Linked DNA regions of Mus musculus: all the other regions are linked to region 3. A link is a contact called in public promoter capture Hi-C data. All regions are on one chromosome and are shown on one strand. The core of a region is the stretch at or near the end of the contact, and the rest is flanking DNA. Distances in the headings are between cores, read along the strand shown. Region 1 holds the start of Trpc4ap (transient receptor potential cation channel, subfamily C, member 4 associated protein). Region 2 holds the start of Dnmt3b (DNA methyltransferase 3B). Region 3 holds the start of Chmp4b (charged multivesicular body protein 4B). Region 4 holds the start of Mmp24 (matrix metallopeptidase 24).

Region 1 (3,015 bases), core at 96-2,595, 1.0 Mb before region 3:
CAAAAAAAATTACATTTAAAGTGTGTGTGTGTGAGAGAGAGAGAGAGGGAGAGGGAGAGGGAGAGGGAGAGGGAGAGGGAGAGGGAGAGGGAGAGGGAGAGGGAGAGGGAGAGGGAGAGGGAGAGGGAGAGAGAGATTGATTAGAGGGCAGTTTGGAGGAATTATTTTCTCCTTTCACCAACATGGGTTCATTGGACCCAACAACTTAGGTCGTCAGTTTTGGCAGCCAGTGCTTCTACCCACTGACTCATCTCTCCTTATCCTATTTTCTTTGTCTTAAACCAGGTCACCAGGCAGTGATCTGCTGGAGCGAGTGGGAGCCACACCTTGCAAGTAGCATGCAGATGTCAGTCACAGTCTAGTTTGCCTTGGCAGCGATCTCAAATGCCTGCTGTTGTTCCACTGCAAGTTACTTATTACATCATTTCACTTTTTAAGGACTTTTGGTTTGGGCAACAAATTATAGCCACCTTAGTTACAAGTAGCAAACTTCATGGCATCCTAATTTGGCACACTCAACTTATTTTTGTTACAAGATAGCCTCCTAGAAGAGAAAGTGGGGAGAGTCAGCACCACCCTGCTTCCGAGGTTTGTCGGAGCCAGTGAATTCAGTTCTACTTGCGGGGAAAATGAGGGCAATATTCTATTTGATAGGGGATACAGTTTGCCAAATAAATAACTACATTTGTTTGTGTGGATTAGCTGTGGTCCCCTGAAACCCTCGTCCCCTAACAGGGCCCTCTGCTGTTCTGCTTATCACCTCGCCCTCCACCTCACCTATATATTCAGTATGAGGAGTACAGCTGGTGCCTTTAGGAACTATTTTTTGACATCTATCTGTAAATGAAATATTTTTCGCCATTTTCTTCGAATAAGCAATAGCATTGATGGTCCTTTACGTCTCATTTACATAAAGCACATATTTGTTAATTGTAATAAAAATATTAGTTGACTAGTCTGGCTCCCAGGACCTAAATATTGAATGGACTGAGGGCTAGGGGTAATGTGTAGTGACTTGGCTAAAGTCAATTGTAAAAGGAAGGGGACACGTGTCAAGTGTCAACTCTGGCCTAGGGCCTAGAATTTTTCCCTGGACACTGGGCTTGCATCATTTCCAGCTAGCGAAAATTTTGAGAGCTTGTGCACATAGTGACTGGTTTTCCACTTGGAGCAACCTCGAAGAAATGCTGGAGGTATCCCACTCAGCAAACTGGAGGGCCAGGAAGAGCCACATCTCAGCTACCTGCTCCCCCTCGGTAAAGACTACAGTTCCCATAAGGCGTCGGGGCACGCACAGTCCCTGCCACGCGGCTTGCACCTCCGCGTCAGTCCACTAGGGGCGATGTAGAGAGTCCTCCGCCGCCCCGTAGAAATCGACACGGCTCCGGGACCGCTTGCTTCCTGTTTGTCGGACGAGGAGACATGGCGGCAGCGCCCGCAGCGGCTGGAGCTGGGGCCAGCCGGGGGAGGCGGTTGGCAGCTACCGCGGCGGCGTGGGGCGGCTGGGGAGGTCGACCGCGGCCGGGTAACATCCTGCTGCAGCTGCGGCAGGGCCAGCTCACCGGCCGAGGCCTGGTCCGGGCGGTGCAGGTACGAGGCCGGCCCGGAGGGGCGGGGCGGGGCGGGCCAGGCTGGAGCTGGCCAGGGGCCGGGGAAGAGGCCTTTCCAGGCCGCTGCGGACCGTCCAGATCCCCCTTGGCTGGCCGCGGCGCTGTCCTGTGTGCGGTCCGGACGCTGTCAGCCGCGTTGGGACGGAGGGCAGTGGCCAGCTTGGAGGCCTGCGGGTCTGGGCCGAGTGGAGTCGAGCTGCCTGGGGTATTGATGGCGCGTCTAAGCCCTGGGCCGAGTTTCTAGATCCTCATTTCCCTGCGCCACGTCTGCGTGTCTGGAGGACCTTGGCGAGTTGGCTTCATCTTCTACTGGTCTCGTGTTTGCCCCTTGTGAGCAGGACGGGGTCCTCTTCACTGCAGCGCCCCCCCGCCCCCAAACGGTTCCCAAGCTTATGATAAATGTCATCTTCCCAGAGGCCTCAACGTTCCTCCTCCTTTTCTAAAGTAGGCCCCCCGGTTGTTATTCTATCAGATCACCCAATTCGTTTTCTGATGCTCTATTTTCTTTGCCTGTAATTGCATATTTCTTTGTTGTCTGCCCTTTCACGCCTGTATCTCACATTAGGCTGAGCTCCAACGGGTGCAGAAGACTCTTTTACTAGCGTAGGGATACATGCTTTGGGGGAAGAACTTTAGTTCAAAGCCCTATTCTCTTTCTCCCTCGGGCAAGTTACCTTTCAGGGCCGTTGTTTACTCATTTAATTCACCCTTTAAGGCTATTGTCAAATTCAGAGGAGATAGATGTGTCAAGTGTTAGTGTATTTCAGGTGCATATAAGGGCTGAAGGGTAATCAGTTATTGTTCTGTTTAGTGTCTAGCTTATTAAGTGTAATGATTGATGTCCTATACATGTGGTGGTGTAGGGTGTGTGTCTGTGTGTTGCGGGGGAGGGGGGTGTATAGGGCACAACCTTAGAATAAATAGATGAGGATAGGTGACTCCTCTCACTTTTTCTTCTTTCTCCCAGGTGATCCCAGAACTTACTTTGAAAACATTAGCTTAATTTCAAGATAGCTTTGTATATAGTTTTGAGGACTACATAAGGAACCAAACAGTGTTGATGGGAGAGGGACGGGCAGGAATTAGGTGAGTGGATGAGAGAATGGGTGTGAGATTTTTCTATACACCGCTACATATTTAAAGTTAATTTTGATCCATTTGAATATTACTGAAAGAACTGAACAGATCAAGGTGAAATGGTCGCAGGTGAAGGGGCGGCTGAATTTCCCTATAGAAACTGTAGATGAGCAGTCTTTTCTTCATTGCATTCCTCTGCATTTGCCTTAAGAAGAGGTGAGAAATACTTGCTCTGTCCTTGAAGCCAGAATACCTCACTGAGCGAGTGTGTCAGGACAGGCAGAGAGAGGAATGGCTAACCTTTAATGATCACATAGTTTTGGATCAG
Region 2 (2,835 bases), core at 25-2,524, 1.0 Mb after region 3:
GGAAGCACTCTACTGAGGCCTTAATTCATTTTAATTCATATGCTTCCGAGTGCAAAGCAGAAATCACAGGGAATCACAGGCAGAGGCATGGAGATCACAGGACTGCCGCTGCCACAGGTGAGACTGGAGCAAGAAACTCTTCCCCTCCGTGCAGTCCAACCTTGGGAACGCAGTAAGTAGGTCTCCGCTTTGATTGCAACCTCTAGCCTGGACGGATTCCACAGGTATCCCTAAGCAATCCCTGAAGCACGGACGATTAACCGCTAGGAAGTGGAGGCAGAGGGTCATTTTATAATTAAGGACTCAGTGTATGGACTAGGTAGTGGGGCCACCTCACCCCGGAAGAAGGCTAAGAATGGAAAGTGAGCCCCTAGGGCAGCCGGCAAGGTGAGGAACCGCCCCCCGCTGGCTCCTCCCCGGCCAGGTGTGCTCAGCCAGCCCCTCCCAGCAGCCGGCAACGCTGCAGCACAAGAGGCTCCGCTCCGGAGGACCCCGGGGACAACGCCCATCTAGCATCCCCACTTGCCGGTACCCAGAGCGCCATCCCAACCTGGGAGTGCGAGGTTCCAAGTCAGAACGGATCCACAACCACTACTACATTGACAAAACAACTTCTGCCTCTACATCCCAGCCTTTCCTCCCCGAGGAGGCTCTGGGTAAGAACTGGGCTAGGTAAGGACTTTGGGTCCCGGGGACAGCCACCGCTCGGGCCCCACTCCGCTCCCAAGTGTTCTCAACTCTACACTCCAGAAAAGTTGCTGCAGGTCTCCTTCCCTCAACTCTTCAGAGTGGCGGAGTGCAGCGGGGACTTCGCTTCCTCTGTCCCCGTGCCCAGTCCCGTGTCCCCGTCCCGCTAAGCGCCACGCGCCCCGTTCTCCCCAACCCCGGCAAACATCCAGGCGCCACCAGGGGACCTGTCGTCCCGGAACCCACACAGCCCCAACCACCAGGTCCCAGCCCACGAGGGGCGCGTGGCGCTCACCTGTCGTGAGGCTGGCTGTAGCGCGGCGCCGCGATCGCGCCGCGGGTCCTGGCCGGCGGGCGGCGCGGAGTGTCGGGTTCGCGAATCTCCGGCGCCGATCGCTGCGCTACGTTTACTTGGGCCGCTTAACCCCGGCGCTGCCGGACTGGAGCGCCCGTGCGCTCGCCCGCGCGCCAGTGGGCCACCCGGGCTAGTCCGCGGCGCTCAGGCGAGAGCGTCCACGCGGGCTGCGGCTGCGAGACGAGGGGCGGCGACGAGGACGCTACGGGCCGGGCGCGCACGGGAGTGGGTGGGGAGGGGGCGGCGCCGCTGCCCTTGTAGCCCGGGCCCGGCCCTGGCCCCGCCCCCGCCCGGGGGGCGCCCCCGCCGCAGCCACTCACCGGCCGGCCGGGCCTAGGGGACGGGCGAGGGAGATTTGAAATCCCTCCCGAGCTTCCTCGCCCTGCCTCCTCGGGAGCCTCCCCTGGGCCCCCTATGCCTTGCGGGTCACCCTCCTAGATGACCAGAGCCCACGGATAGCTCCCAGCCCTCTCCACCTGAGACACCCCCTTTCCTGTCCCCCAATCCAGATCAGATGCACACACGCACATACAAGCACATTCACAGGTCTGGATGAGCGGCCCAGAGAGGGAAGAGCTCCTGCTGGAGTCACACAGCAACCCTGCATTGGCTTTTCGACCATCCCTCCGCTGCAAAGCTGTCCAGGGCGCTGTAGTGGCCCTATGGGTCACCCGCTGGGGACCCCCGTTCTGCTTCCTGCTTTCACCTAGCTTGGCCTTTGTCAGCCATCTTGAGGGGAGAGGAGGCCTTGGAGGAAGAAAAAGCATACATGTTCCCCCAACTACCTGGGTTCCTCGTGCCAGCTGGGGAGGAGCCCTACCCTGCAGCTTAGGGCTGCCTCGGCCAAAAGGCCCACGCTGAACCACTGGAGAAACACAAATACTTATGATAGGCACCTGGCGTTCATGTTTATTTGTTTTCCTGCTTGTCTGTCTCCATACATTAGATGGTGATCACTAAAGTAGACACTAAATAAATATATGTTAAAGGGATAAACAAATCGAATGATTGCAAAGGCTCGGCTCGATACAAGGCCTAGCACGTGCAGGCTCAGCTTTCACGGATCTTTTATTTTGTTGGCTCCCTGACTTCACTCCAACCTCTTCTGCTTTGCTGCTCCTCCTACACACCAAGCATTGTCCTTCTAAGGAAAGCTTTGGCCTCTTTCCTCCTTTCAGACTTTGTTTCCCCAGATCTGTCACAAGAAGAGGCTTTCTTATCACCAAACAGAACAGTCTTCAAATCCTATAACACTGAAACCCATCTGAGATTGTTTTGTATAGTCTTGTCTGCATCTCCTAGCGGGGCAGAGGTGGCTTCCATCTTCCATCTAGATGGAAACTGGAAGCCACATCTCTCTAGGAGCACAGGTCCACAGGGAGGCTAGCATCAAAAGGAATTAACTCAATACAAGTTGGTTGAATGAATGAATGAATGAATCTCCACAGGTCTCTTGCCTCTGGGGTTCTAACTCCTGTTAAACACAGCTTTCCTCCTGCCCTTCTTCCTGGTTAGTGAGTAAATGGGCAAATGGCGACTATTTGGGGAACTTCAAGTCTTAACACTTCCTGGGCCCTTTTCTACTTAAAAAAGAGTAGACTGGTCAAAAGACAAAAGGAGAGAAAGCCCAGCCCGGCCTGGACCTGGCCCCCTAGGGAAGAGGAACCGCAGGAATGTCTTGACTGCCAGGGCTCTGAAGTGTGTCCGGAAGTTGGTGCAAAAGAGGATGCCTTAAAAGAGTCTGGATGAGCAGGTGGTCTTGGTCTGTCGCTTGGGAATGACTCTAACTGTCA
Region 3 (2,956 bases), core at 135-2,634:
GAAATTTCCCTGGTAACCTTCTGGGTTAAATACTTGTTTGCATGATTCCTAAGCCAGCCCCCCCCCCCCACCTCTCTCTATCTCTCAACTTCGGCCCACTCTCAAGGGGTGACCTGTCACGCTATGATTCATGCTCACATTGTTGTAACAAAAACACACATGAGCATTTTGACTTTCTTTACAGTCATTCACACATTTTCACATCCATCTCACTGAAGAAAACTACAAGGTACTTCCTAGACAGTTTCGATTCCTAGACAGGAAGCAAAGAAGCTTTCAAGTTCCAATCAACAACAGGACTGGGTCAACAGAGGCAGAGTCCTCGTCATTTCTGGTTCAGGAGGAACGGGGAAGTGGTGAGTCACAAGAGGGTAAGGCTTACAACACGGAAGCTCTGAGAATCACAGGGTTATCGACATCTTAGGTCTTCCAGTGGCCAGCTCCTAGCCGGTGGATGTGGAACTCAAAACTTAACAAGTACACTCAACAAGTGAACAGACAGAGCGGGTCCCAGAGGGTCTCTTCACTCCCCAGTTCTCTTTTTTCTCCATAAAGGAAGCTTCTCAAGAAGACTCCTAAGTCAGGGGCAGAAGGCAGCTCAGACGTCACCAAGGGCTCAGGAGAGGACAGAGGTGGACCAAGAAACACATAAATGATAGGGTGGGGCAAAGAAATGAACCAAGGTGGGGGTAGAGGCAGTGGCTGGGAAGATGGGTGAGGCCAAAGAGAAAAGAATACAATGGAACAGAGTGGAACAGACTGAGCAAAGTTAAAGTGCTGTGAGATCTGGGTCAGAAGAGGCCTGCCAGGGTAGGGAGAGTTTGAAGGGAGTCTGATGATGCAAGTGAACCGGCTCAAGGAGACCCAGAAGGAGTCAGATGGAAAGGGATCCCCGGCTCGGCTGGACAACGAAAGAAGTCTGGCCGGAGAGTTCCAGAGTCGAGAGAGACCCCGAAACGAGTTAGACAAAGTGGAGTCCGGGCCTGGGGAGCCTTAGGAGAGCCAGTGGAGAGTCTGATGGGGCCCCAGCCGTCTCACCGCGTTTATTTTTGGTGCCGTGCTTCTTGGCAGCCGTCAGCTCCTGTTCGATTTTCTTCTCCAGGAACTCCTGCTTCTTGCTTAACATCTCCTCCGTGTCCCGAAGCCGCTGGATGGCCTCCTGGGGGGTCGGGCCGCCCTTGCCCGCCTTACCCCCTCCAGCCCCGAACAGCTTCCCGAACACCGACATGGTTGCTGCTCGCCGCGCCGGCCTCCGGCGCCCACTCCGGCTCGGCTCGGCTCGGCTCGGCTCGGCTCCCGCGCCCACTCCCGGCCTGCCGCTCCCCGCAGCCGCAGGCCTCGCCTCCACCTCCGCCCCGCAGCTGGGCCCGGCCGCGCCACCTCCCACAGGCCCCCACGCCCGGGCCCGGCCGGCGTCAGGGCAACGCGCCGCTGACTACAGCTCCCAGAGCACCACGCGCCCGCAGCCCCTCGAGTCTAAGGGAGGACCGCGCGCTGCAAGCCGGGAGTCTGAGTTTTCCGGCTCCTGGCGTACTATGGCGCATCTTTTTAGTCTCGCAGAGGTCAAAGGGCAATGTGGCATGCTGGAAAATGTAGTCTCTTTGGAATGTGTTCCGTAGAGATGAAAGACCAGGAAGAGAAGAAATAACTATTACAAAAAGAGGGGTTCGTTGTGCTGGTCCGTGATAGAACCCTGGACCTAATTCACAGCACGGGAAGTAATAGTGATAACAACATCACTCATTTTCTATGATCTCTGGAACATAGTACTTTACAATCATAATCACATTTGATTCTTAAAGCAGTTTACAACAGATAATGCTGTTCCTATTTTGTGTGTCTGTTTTGGAACCAGACTTTCATGTAGCCTAAGCTGGCCTTGAAGTTCCTAAGGATCAGAGGCTGGCCTGTCTCTGCCTCTGAAGTGTTGGATCTGTGCTGTTCCTAATTTATATGTCAGTGAATCAAGCCCAGGAAACTGGCTGTCTAACTAGCTTACTTTACCAGACCGGTCAGTTCTCTCTACTTGGATGAGCTGTCATTCTCTTTATTCACCTAAGAGACCTTCTGAAACCTAAAATAGACTAACCACCTTGGCAGTGTAATTCAACAGCAAAGCTTCAAAATCAGCCTCGAATATTCATTTAGATACTTACTTCCTCTTGCTTTCCAAAGCTGTAAATTTGAAATTGTCACAAGTCCTCTTAAAAGAGTTTGTAAGTGAGATAGGAATATAAAGGGCCCAGCTGACTACAGGCACTCAAATAAAGATGTGTGTTTTAAACAGGACTTGGCAATTCATGCCTATAATCTCACATCTTTTGAAAGGCTGAGATAAGAGGGCTGCCATGTGGTGGCACATGCCTTTAATCCCAGAGGCAAAGGCAGAGGCAGGTAGATTTCTGAGTTATAGGCCAGCCTAGTCTACAGACTGAGTTCCAGGACAGCCAGGGCTATACAGAGAAACCCTGACTTGAAAAAACCTCCTGAATGTAATTGTATTTCTGGCACTGAAAAAAAAAAAAGAAAGAAAGAAAGAAAGAAAGAAAGAAAGAAAGAAAAAGAAAAAACCTCCTGTCTGTTTGAGTTCTGACCTGCTTTCATGATGATCAATGATATGGAAGTATAAGCTCAGTAAACCATTTCCTCCCCGAGTTGCTTTGGTCACAATAATAGTAAGACACTCTAGGAGTATAGAAAGTCATGTTTGGGGGGATTATATTAGAAAACTCAAATTTAACTTAAATACTCTTACCACACAATTGGCATCCGTCTCTGGGGAAGAATTTGAACCTACATTGGGACTCTTGGTTTTGTTGTTGTTGTTTTTTGGTTTTTTCGAGACAGGGTTTCTCTGTATAGCCCTGGCCATCTTGGAGCTCACTTTGTAGACCAGGCTGGCCTCGAACTCAGAAATCCGCCTGCCTCTGCGGGACTCTTGTTTTTAAAAGGGTGC
Region 4 (2,936 bases), core at 105-2,604, 1.1 Mb before region 3:
TCAGAGAATTTATGATCCCTTGAGTCCCTTGCCCAGTTAAAAACTGCTGTTCTGGCAGATTCTTCTAAACAGCCTGTCTACTTAACAAACACACTTCTCTCGGGATAATTCAGGCAATCACCAATTTCCTCCAGCAACGTTAACACTGGTTCAACATTATTTTTTTTTTTTTTTTTTAGAATTGCAGGCTTCTAGGCTGGGAGACAGCAACAAAATTAGTACAACTGTCCCGGACCTTATACGACATAATGTCCTGGCTTAAACATGAAACAGACTAGAGTCAAACCACTAGCTCTGTGACCTTGAGCGAATTGCTTAAGCTCTCAGGGTCTCTATCCTCATCTGTAAAATGGGGACAGGTGCTACAACAAGCTCACAGGATACATGCTGGGGTTAAATAAGCTAATTCCTATCAAACATAGCGCCAAGTCTGGCCCATAGTGCACGGTTGTTATTATGCATGTATCCATGCAGGCATTATGCATGCATCCATCCAATCCCCTCTTGGAGCTCCTACTTGCACATGCCAGTGATGAGCAGCTCACCGCCTCCTGGGCTGGCTGAGCACCTCCAATTGTTAAAAACTTCCTGCCTTGGGCCGAAATGTGCCTTCTTGTAATCCCCCACCCCCCACGGTCCGTTGGCCTCAGCTCTGCCCGGTGGGGCCACGCTGATCTCGCCTATCCCGACGGCCCTTCAGCTACCAAGACCGCGATCCGGTCCTTCCTCGCCCTCTTCCCTCCCCCTTCTCCAGCTCCAACATCCTCGGCTTCTCCTCCAGCCCACAACACACTGGCTGCGCTTACTATTTACTCCGAGGCGTACGGTTTCCCTCACACACAGCCTTGCAGGCCACACGCCCCACCGTCACCGCGGCCACCTCGACCCTCCGCTCCGCCCCCGCCCGCTGCCTCTGTCCGCGGTGCTGAACGGAGCCCGGCCCGCGGGCCCCGCCCGGCCCTCGCGCTGACCCGGCGCCAGGCACCCCGAACCAGGCCCGGTCGGTGCCGCCCCCTGCCCAGCCCCGGCCCCGGCCTCGACCCCGCGCGCCTGCCCACCTGCCCAGCGAAGGGCGCGTCCGCCCCGGCCGGCTTCCCGGCCCCCGCCGCCGCCGCGAGGCAGCAGAGCGCGGGCAGCAGCGGCAGCAGCCGCCCCGGGGCCCGCCAGCCGCTCCAGCGCGAGGCCTGGCCCGGCGCAGCGCGGCCGCCCCGGCTCCTCGGCATCCCGGCGGCGGGGGCCCGGCCGCCCGGCTGCGATGGCGGCGGCGGCGGCGGCGGCTCCGGCCGGGTCCTCCCGCTGCAGCCGCTGCGGAGCCGCCGAGTCACGGCGCCGCGGACGCGCGCCTGGCCCGCCTGCCGCCGCCGCCTCGGCCGCCGCGCGCCCCCGCCTCCGCGCGCCCCGCCCCGGCGAGGGGCGGCCGGGGGCGCGGGGGCAGCGCCCGAACGGGACCTGCGGGAGGCGGCAGCGGCGGGGCTGCGGGAGGCGCTCGCTCCAGGCCCCGGGTGCAAAGAGGGCAACCCTGAGGGAGGGTGAAGAGGCCAGATAAATAATTCTGGCCCTAGGGCGGCTGGCCGGGCCCCGGGTCTGTAACCCCAGGCTAGCCCTGGGGGAGAAGGGCTGAGGCTTAACACTGGAGAAAAGGGGTCTGGGGAGACCGCCGGGTTTGGAAGAAAACGAGCTCAAAAATGCTTGACATCGGAGAAAGGGTTTCGGGGGCTTAAGAGGGGTGGTGCTGAGAACCAAGAAGAGCAAACCTGGGCAGTGCTTCACTGGGGTCGGGAGACCCCTCTGGGAAGTTCGCTCCTTTACCCCTCAGAGGGAGAGGGATCACCCACCCCCTGAATGTCCCACATTTGTGGAACACCTTCTATGGAACACCAGCAGTGCCCTGGGCTTCTGGGGCTACTAAAGTGAAAAGGGAGGCTCCTGGGCCAAGGTGTAGAAGGTTACACCTAGTGAGAAACCGTAAGCACTGAGACAAACAGGATACCAAGTATCAGAAAGGATTCCAGGGGTCCCGGCTTAGGGAGGCCGGAGGTAGGTATGTAGGAGACAGTGGGGCTCTACCAATGCTCTGGAGGAAAGGCTGGAATTAAACAAGGGGGAGGGTCGGGGCAGTGTGTGTGTGTGTGTGTGGTGTCTGTGGGTCCCTATGGGGTGACTACAGAGATCTACAGAGATAATGTGTACGTTGTGGTTGTTTGGTAGTTTGGAGGTGTGGAACAGGGACATACACAGACCTGTGTGCAAGCACTGGCTCATCTCCGTTTTATAAAATGTTGCCCTCACTACTCCTGTGTACCGTCGTGCCTCAGAATTTAATAAGTGTTCCGTGTTAGTCCTCTCCCAAGGCAGAGCATGATGAGAGCCTCCATAAAAGGACACACAGATCCCAACACCAGCTACTAGTTATTGAATGCCTACTACATCCCAGGCATCGGGCTAAGCCCGTCACTGAATTATTCCTCCCGAAGTCCTGTGAGAAGCTCCGTGAAAACAGGTTGTTATCGTAAACCACTTTAGGATAAAGAGGAGGCTCTGGATAAGTTTGCCAAACATACATGATTCATAAGGGTGCAGCTGGAGTGCTCTGGCCTCAAAGCACATCTTGTCTGCTAGGATGGTAAAGGATGAGGTGACAAAGGACATGAAAGGAGGTGATGGGCAGTGCAGAAGGTGGACTATGGCATTTTCACAGATCTGGAGTCCTCCTGGCGAGGACTAGCCTGGGGGAGGTGGCAAGGAGCTAGGAGTTAGACCTCTGGAAACTGGGAGCTACTGCACGGTCTTAGAGATGGGTGGGCACAGGGATGAGTAGAGAAGAAAAGATAAAGTGTGGCAGGCGCCCAAAGAGCAGAGTAGGAAAAGAGCAAAGGGCCAAGGGCCCCATCTGGACACAGCCAAAGGAAGAGCCTAGCGAAGCAGACAAAAGACTG

What was found. Promoter capture Hi-C pulls out the DNA fragments that hold promoters and counts their contacts.
Region 1: a promoter capture Hi-C map of pre-B cells shows a contact between it and region 3, with 5 times the contacts expected there. The contact joins the promoter of Trpc4ap here to the promoter of Chmp4b in region 3. A contact is called at or near these places in 10 of 39 promoter capture datasets (the 3T3-L1 cell line, 3T3-L1-derived adipocytes, the C10 cell line and 7 more).
Region 2: a promoter capture Hi-C map of hippocampal neurons shows a contact between it and region 3, with 2.7 times the contacts expected there. The contact joins the promoter of Dnmt3b here to the promoter of Chmp4b in region 3. A contact is called at or near these places in 2 of 39 promoter capture datasets (hippocampal neurons and pre-B cells).
Region 4: a promoter capture Hi-C map of liver shows a contact between it and region 3, with 4 times the contacts expected there. The contact joins the promoter of Mmp24 here to the promoter of Chmp4b in region 3. A contact is called at or near these places in 5 of 39 promoter capture datasets (the 3T3-L1 cell line, hippocampal neurons, liver and 1 more).

What each region holds. Positions count from the first base shown.
Region 1 is chr2:155,690,714-155,693,728 of GRCm38.p6, reverse strand. Trpc4ap (transient receptor potential cation channel, subfamily C, member 4 associated protein) reads left to right here and starts at 1,345. Exons shown (of 19, transcript NM_001163452.1): 1 at 1,345-1,590. The coding sequence starts at 1,423.
Region 2 is chr2:153,647,888-153,650,722 of GRCm38.p6, reverse strand. Dnmt3b (DNA methyltransferase 3B) reads right to left here and starts at 1,274. Exons shown (of 23, transcript NM_001271744.1): 1 at 983-1,274.
Region 3 is chr2:154,655,454-154,658,409 of GRCm38.p6, reverse strand. Chmp4b (charged multivesicular body protein 4B) reads right to left here and starts at 1,384. Exons shown (of 5, transcript NM_029362.3): 1 at 1,039-1,384. The coding sequence starts at 1,228.
Region 4 is chr2:155,773,760-155,776,695 of GRCm38.p6, reverse strand. Mmp24 (matrix metallopeptidase 24) reads right to left here and starts at 1,354. Exons shown (of 9, transcript NM_010808.4): 1 at 1,059-1,354. The coding sequence starts at 1,223.